Linked DNA regions of Anser cygnoides: region 1 is linked to region 2. The links are chromatin contacts, called in public Hi-C maps. All regions are on one chromosome and are shown on one strand. The core of a region is the stretch at or near the end of the contact, and the rest is flanking DNA. Distances in the headings are between cores, read along the strand shown.

Region 1 (4,215 bases), core at 227-2,726, 450 kb after region 2:
ATGAAAAATCGTGAATAAGGATCATAATAGTCTACAAACTGTACTCTGTTAGAGATGCAGAGAGGTAAAGTTGAGGTTTTTCAAGGGGAAATAAGTACCAACAGTCTGTGGTGGGTTGCCATCGACAGGGTGAAGATAGCAGCAAATCTTGAAGGAGTTCCCAAACCAGGAAAACAGACAGGCATTCTTCATCTGTCCAAACACATCTTGCCATCACCGGTGCTCTCCAGGACTACTTTTGCTATTATCCTGACTTCACGTGACAGAGATAGAACATTATGACACTGATGAATTGACAGATTGGTCACGACCAGGGTTGCTGTCTAATCTAGTCTGGTTACCCAAAGTCTCTCTAAACCTGAGACAAACAGGAAGGCAGCTCGAGAGTCATCCTTTCTGTCCTCAGACAGGTAGAGTGAATGATTTCCTCGGATATCTGCCTTTGTTTATCAACTATATGAAATACCCCTCTTAGGACCTTAGGGGAGATGCCAACCTTTCAGAAGTCTAATGAATCTAGGAAGGAAATGTCGTATCAGGCATTATCATTTACTACTCAGTCAATGTGTGGTACAGAAAAAAAGCATACGTAGCGTGTATTGCTATTTCAGATGTCTCACAGGATGACCCCATAGTGCTGTTGTGTCCCCTTGTGGGCCCAACCGATGAGCCTGAGGCTGGGGAGATGGAGCAGAGGTTTAACGTGCCTTGCTAGGCCTGAACCCTATGGATAACCTCCATCTTGAGGTCAATATGTGTGTTTGCTGGGATTGTGCTCCCAAGAGCAGTGCCACATGTCATGGCAGGGTTTACACTGTGATCGGGAGGTGGTGGTGTCACCGTCCCTGGGGGTGTTTAAGGAAAGGCTGGATGCGATACTTAGTGACATGGTATAGTGAGTGACATTGGTGGTAGGGGGGTGGTTGGACCAGATGATCTTGGAGGACTTTTCCAACTCTAATGATTCTATGACCACGCTGGTGTTTTTATCCAGGAGATGTACACCGGTGGGTGTAAAATACCTCTCTCCCTCCCTTGAGGTTTTGAACAGTAATAAAAACACGGAATGTGATGGTGAGGAAAATGCTGAGAACTTTTTTTTTTTTTAACAAATTTCTACTCTAACCAATATAAAAACATGGGATATGAAGATCTGGTCAGAAAAATGCTGAGAACTTTATTTTTTTAAAGACATTTTTACTTTTTTTTTTTTTTTTTAATTTTCCAGCTGTAAACACTTATGAAATTTTCTGCCACGGGGGAGCGAGAACCGAACTCCTCTCTTCCTTCTTCCCCAGGTCGCCCTGACAGCGCCATCGCTCCCGAGCCGCTTCCCCCCCCGGGCGGCGACACGAGGGGCCAGGCCCGGGGGCCGCGTTGACGGACGGGCCCTGCGCGGCGGCCTCGCCCCGCCTCCCGCCCGTCCCCGCGCGCCGCCCAGCCCTCGCGAGACCCGTTCTCCTCGCGACAGCGCCGCGCCGCCATCTTACCTGCTCGTTCCATCGTTCCGCCTCGCTCTGCGGCTGAGGGGCGCGGGGGGGTGGGGGGCGCGGCGCGTTTCGGGGCTCGTCGTGCCCGCCGGCCGCCTCCGAGGAGGAAGAGGAGGAGGAGGAGGAGGAGGAGGAAGGGGAAGAAAAAGGGGAAGGGATCCGCGGGGCCGCCGGGCCGCGGTTGCCGGCGAAGCAGCGGGGAGCAACCGCCGCCGCTCGGCTGGTTCCGCCCCCTTCGTGGCGCTGGGCCTCGGGCCCCTGCCGAACCGGGAGAGGCGGCCTCGGGACCGGGTTCGGCCTCGGGGGGCGAGGGGGGAGGCGCGGCGGCAGCCGGGGTCCCGGCCGGTGGGACGGCACGGGACCCGCCGCCCTCGTTGTTTGTCCGTGGTGGTGGTGGTGCTGCTGCTGCCGGGGAGACGGGGGGCCCGGGCCGCTCTGGATGGTGGTTAAAATGATCATAGAAAACTTCGAGGCGCTGAAATCCTGGCTCAGCAAAACCTTGGAGCCCATGTGAGTAGCCGCGACCCTTACCCTCTCTCTCGCCCCCATCCTACCCCCCCCCCCCCCCCCCCAAATAAAATCCTCCTTTGGAAAAAAAACGGGGATCCTCAGGGGAGGGGAGAGCACCCCAGGAGGTGACCTCCTGCTGCCCCCCTTCCCCGCCGCCCCTTTTCCCCCTCCGTGGGGGCCTGGGGCTGTGCCGTGCCCCCGCTTCTCCCGGCACCGTCCTCGGCTGGGAGGTAGGTAGGTAGGACCGTCTTTTTCCTAAGGATGCAGCTTCTCCCCCTAGCGACCACGTTCATCGGCAGCGCCCGTGCTCGCTCCCTTTGTAGCCTGGAGTAAGCGGGAGGTAACGCGTGTGCAGCCCGCGCAGCTCCCCCCGGAGAGGCCGGGGTAATGGCCACGGCCTGCCACCCTGTGCGGTGACCTTCTCTGAGAGGGCTCATGTCTTCTAGTATAGATATTTTGCGTTTCTGGGGTCTGCCCCCTAACACTTTTCACCCATCGTTCATAGTCGTTTTGAATATTTGACACTCTGGTGTTTCCCTCCCTGTTGCATCAGTTCTGAAGAGCTCTTGGGAGTAGGAGCCCCAGAGAATAATTTGCCTATTTGTGAGTACCTGCTGGGCCTCTGAACATAACATCCACGTGAGTAATTAGGGCTCTGCTACAAATAATCCGTGTAGTACACATCTTCCTTCTCTGGATGATGTTTTAATAGCATCAATACCTTAACTCAGTTTAAAAGGTTTCATCTTCTGGAAGTATAGTGTCTGTAGACATTTCAGATCAAAACATACTCTTGACTTACCATTACAAAACACAATTCTAACAGAGCTATATTAAGTTTCTAGAGCTTGATTTGAGTCAGTAGAACTAGAGCTTACAAGTTAATTCTGGTATTAACTTTTCTTCTGAGGTGCATGGCCCCTGTTGGCTTTACTCTGACAGTAATGGAGGGGGGATGGGGAAATTTGGTTTATGGCTTCCATAAACATGAGTTAAGTATATGTATGTACACATACAATTTGTATGGCTCATGTTGAAATAACTTGAATAAGGCTCAGGAACTAAAATTCTGGGGCACTTTTAGGAGAGCTTCACTTGGGCTTTTTGCAGGAAGGTGGTTCATTTTTCCATGAGACCTAATCCAAACAAAACTGAAATTGATGACTCTTGAGATTAATTCCAGTGGACTTTGAATTAGGCCTGCAATAAATTTCTTTGCATGCATTTACACAAAACACTTGACCCTTAAGACTGTGGTAAGATAGATTTTTTTTAATTTTTCTTGTGAAAGAAGGTGAACTAATCTTCCTTTAGCCTAGCTGTAAGGTGTTACTAAAACAAGAAAGCACACTCTGTTCTGTGGTAATAGATCCAGCTGATCTATTACCATGATTAATCTTCAAATGCAGAATGTTCCCGATTAGTATCTGAAGACTTTCTTGTAGGAATATTCTGTTAATGGTAATCAGCACTTTGATATCAATATTAAGAGCATGCTCTTTGAGAGGTTTGTAACAGGTAATATTTAACTTCGGAAAACCTCGTAGTTTCCAAAATCTGTGCTGATAGTTTGAAATGTTGAATCTTGCTCGCTTCTCAAGAAGGTGCTGGGGATTGATCTGTTAGTCACAAACAATTCATGAGCATTGTCAAATTCTGTGAAATCTGAAACTGGAATTCCACTGTTTACATTTGCAGTAGGGCTTCAGTTGACTTCAAAATCCCTTTCTTGAGTAAATGTGTCAGGTTATTTTAATTTTGCAGATCTATATCCAAATGCATTTGGTCTGCTTTTCTGCACTTGCATATTACACATCAGGAGCTGAAGTTTGTACTTGTTTATGCATTTCCTATTCATAATCTAAAAACTAGCAAAACTTTGTCAGATACTATTTAGTTAGAGGTCAGATTAGTTCCTCCATCTTCTCCCCAGGCTCTGTTCATTAGTGATGTATAGTTGTAATTTCTTATCCTGGTAACAAGCCCAGGTAGGTTGTTTGATGTTCCTCTGTCTAAATATTGATCTGCTGTCTGCTAGTAACAGCAGTTAAAGAGTGAAATCGGGTTTTTCAGGTTTTGAGATCAGTTTTTCAGGCACCAACGTTTTTCTCTTAAATTAAATGTAATGTGTGAGCAGTTCAAGCGTGGTTTTCATGCTGGAAAACATGTTGTGGGGTAGGGAATTGCTGACCTGGAGGATGTTGAGTTCTCTAAA
Region 2 (3,844 bases), core at 666-3,165:
CAAGGAGTCCTTTACATATTTTTGGCTTTACTATGTGGGAGGAAGTGATTTTTCTCTCTTTTCACAGCAAAGTGAAATTAACATTGTGCCTTCTGTCTGCCCAGTGTTTAGTGTTTTAACCTGTGCACATCCCTCACGGATGAACCCCATGGATTTCCTCGAGGAAACAAGAGTCTTGACCACATGGTGCACCCCTGAGGATGTGCAGGTCCACCCGCAGTGAATCCACAGGCACGCTCTGCAGCGCAGCTCCAAGCAGGGAGCTTCCTCCTGACCTTCGCTTTGCAAACGACACCCCCCAACACCCCGTCCCCCAGCACCCCCAACTCTGAGGATCCTGCTGATCACGCACTGCAGAGCATTCAGGGCCCAGGGCGCCCACGGGGGGCTCTGCGTGTCTGTCCTCCCCCTCCTTCCACCCACCCCTGCACTCCCTCTGTCGGGGAGCCCTCCCTAAAAGCGATCCTGAGCTCCTCAGGGCTCTGGCAGAGGGGCTCCATCCGCGGCTCCCCCGGGGTGAGGAGGGTGGGGATGGGACGGGGGCAACATCCGAGCCTGGGCAGCAGCCTTGTGCTGCTGGTGAAGTCCCCGTGGGAGAAATGTGGACCTCTGCAACCCGGTGCATCCTCCCGTCAAGTGACTAGGAAAAATAACATGTAGCTGCACAGTGTTACTGCGGACGAATGGGTATCCACCTAGAAAATTATGAAAACTTGAAGGCCGTCAGTGTATCACACTGCCTTTTTTTTTTCTTCTTCTTCTATTTTTATTAATAACGACCACCTCGTTCAAAAAGTGGTGACTAGCAGGTGTAGAAGAGGAAGTGCCTGCAAATTGCCTCCAGTATTTTAAAAAGGGCTGTTGGGGTTTTTTGCACCGAGAGTAGCTCATGTAAATAATGCAATGCATTACTGCTCTGCACGCCGTGTATATTTTAAGCAGGGCCACACGTGATACGGGCATATTAGCACTCTGTGAATGCCTACGTGGATACGCTGCTTTGCGCGCTTAAAGATACATGTAGGAGCAAGATGCCTGGGCCCAGCGACAGTGGCCCCGACAGTGATTGCAGCTCGCCCAAAGGGGACCGTGGCAGGGGACGCCCAGAAGACGAACAGTCACTTTTGGGTGCTGCTCCCACAGGCGAATGGGCATTAACTAAAACAACAGCAACCAAGCTGTTTCTTTCTTTCCTTTTTTTTTTTTTTTTTAAGCAAACTAAATAAGCAAAGTAAAAGGAAATAAAGTAAAACGAAATGAAATAAAGTTAAATAAATAAATAAATAATAGCATAAATAATAGAAAATAAATAAAATAAAAATAAATAAAATAAAATCCCCCCCACCCCCACCACACCCCGGCCGCCCGGGGCACGGAAAGCACCGCGGCTCGCTGTCAGCAGCCTGGCCCGGGCCCCCGCCGCACGCCCTGCGGGGGATTTGCTGCTTTCCCCCCCCCCGACAACCCCCGCCCTTGCGGAGCCCGGGGCCCCTCTCTGCACCCCGGCGTTTTCAGACCCGGCACAACGCCCCGGGGAATATGCAGCCCTTCTTCCTTCTCCCCAGCTTGGCCAGGGGCTGGTTGCTGAAAAGGAAGGGGTGGTGTTGGGGGGGGAAGCAGAAAGTTAAAGTTTTATTCCACCGAGGTGGGGGGGGGGGGGGGGGGGGGGGGGGGGAAAGGAGTGGGGGACGGGGAGCACCTGGGAACGGGTCTCCTTGCCCGGGAGAAGCCAGGTCCCCTGGGCCGCCCTGCAAAGCGAGCGCTGCCTGCCTCTGAATAAACACACGCGAGCACAAAAGCAGCCCCGAGCACCGTGCGAGCGTGCACGGAGCAGCCTCCGGTAGAGCCGGACGACGGCGGGACCCCAGGAGCGGGGCTGCGGGACGGAAATAGGGCTGGGGCGCTGGTGGCAGTGGTGCTGGTGGTAGCAGAGCTGGTGCTGGTGGCGGCGGCACTGCCCTTTTGAATGCCTCCCGCAGCTCGGAGTGCTGGCAGTGCGCTGGGAGCGCCAGTGAATGTAGCCCCGCAGAGCCAATGAGCTGGGACCGGATGCGATATATCCTCTGGGACAACAACTGCTCTGTTCCTCCTCAGATCCACATGACGCCATTTACTGCTGCTTTTGCAGAGAGATCACCCTACCTCCTCCGGAAAGAAAAAGAGAGAGAGGGGGAGAGCGAGCGAGCAGAAAAACGCCGAGCCCCTACAGCTCAGATCTCAAATCTTCCTCCTCCTCCTTCTCCAAACACACAACAACCACCACCACAAATCCGCTGCGCTCCCAAAACACCCCCCCCCGATTGCAAACCACAGCGCTGCCTGCAACACACGCTCGCAGAGGGAGCGAGAAACCTAGAGGGAGAGAGGAGAGAGGAGCTTGCAACGAGCAGCCTCTGAGCAGAACGGCTACATTGCACAAGCTGCTTTTTTGGAGGAGCTCAGTGGAAGAAAGCTTTGGGATTTTATTTTAGATCCACTTTATTTTGTTTTCTTTGGCTTTCCCCTTCCTCTCGATCATTGGCAACAACAACAAAAAAGTGACTTGGTATTGGCGATTCGGCCTCCTGTTCATTGACGAAAAAAAGGGAAAGTGTGTGTGAGAGTGATTTCTTTTTAGGAGCAAAGAAAACCCACCCAGATCCGGAGAGGTGTTTTTATTATTATTATAGTATATACGCGCACACACGTATTTATAATCGATCTGGGGAGAGGGACCTAACTTTGCTCTGGACTTTTTACATGGTGATCATTCTTACTCTAATTTGCAAGTTGGACTAAAGCAGAGTTTGGAAAAGAATTTTTTTTGCTTTAGGGCTGGATTTATTTGCAAACCGCAGGAAGAAGAAAATACAAGAGAGAGAGGGGTTTGGTGCAGCGCCGCGATCACGGTGAGAGCCTTTTCCTTCTTTGCAAAACAAGCTTTTCAGTAACACCCCCCCCCCCCCCCCCCCCCCCCCCCCCCCCCGCCCCCCGGTTGCTCCAAGAAAACTCGTGGAAATGTTTGAGGCCGATCCCTTTTCCATTCGCACAGGTTCTCCCTCTCCCCCCTTCCCCTCTCCTTCCTTTCCCAGAGAGGAGCTGGAGGTGGGATTTCGGAGCGGTTTCTCTCGAGGGGGGAGCTCCGCTGGGGTTTTGCGGGCTGCGCCGTGTTTGCGCCCCGCCGGGGTGCCGCGGGGGGCGGAAAGCTGCGCGGGGGGCGCGGGGCTGCGCGGGGGGTGCAGGCAGTGGCAGCGGGGGCTGCGAGGGGAGGCGGGGGGCTGCGGCGCGATCTCCCTGCTGCGGGGAGCAGGGCACGGGCTGTCCTGAGCGCCCCAGCCCCGCCGGGCACGCGTGGGCTTCCGACGAGCCCCCGGGGGTGTGAAGGAAGGGCGCGGCGGGGGTGGCGAGGGCAGGAGCTGCTTGTGCTCCCCGGCCCGGGGGAGAACGAGCACCCCCGCCTTCCAGTGCGTGATTTACGCCCGTCTTGTCGTGGCGTCGGGAGATCCGTGCAATTCGGAAGTGAGTGCACGCCTGGGATAAATATGTGTGTGTGTGTACATGTATATTTCTCGTGTGATGAAATTAATTCGATCCAGAAGACGGGGAAACTTCTCCCCCCAGGTTCCACTGTGCAGAATGCATGTGTGGAGGGGTAGGAAAGCCTTAATTTTTTATTTTTTTTATTTTTTTTAACCGTTTGGCGGGTTTACTGTGCAGCAGCCCCCACACCAAAAAAAAAAAAAACCTGCTGGTGTTTTCTGCAAGTTATTTGTGTGTCAGTTTGCCCCACCCCGATGGTAAAGTCCCTTTTGCCCTAATCCATAGTCCGATCACACACTCGGCCCTTAATGGGGGTTTCAAAGCA

What was found. Hi-C and Micro-C count contacts between places; a contact is called where the count stands out from the background.
Region 1: a contact with region 2 is called in a Hi-C map of liver, with 2.2 times the contacts expected there. The contact joins the promoter of RBM26 here to the promoter of SPRY2 in region 2. A contact is called at or near these places in 3 of 7 Hi-C or Micro-C datasets (granulosa cells and liver).

Annotation. Positions count from the first base shown.
Region 1 is chr1:165,896,889-165,901,103 of Taihu_goose_T2T_genome, forward strand. RBM26 (RNA binding motif protein 26) reads left to right here and starts at 1,477. Exons shown (of 25, transcript XM_066987181.1): 1 at 1,477-2,000. The coding sequence starts at 1,930.
Region 2 is chr1:165,445,215-165,449,058 of Taihu_goose_T2T_genome, forward strand. It overlaps SPRY2 (sprouty RTK signaling antagonist 2), which reads left to right and starts at 1,916. Exons shown (of 2, transcript XM_013193689.3): 1 at 1,916-2,888.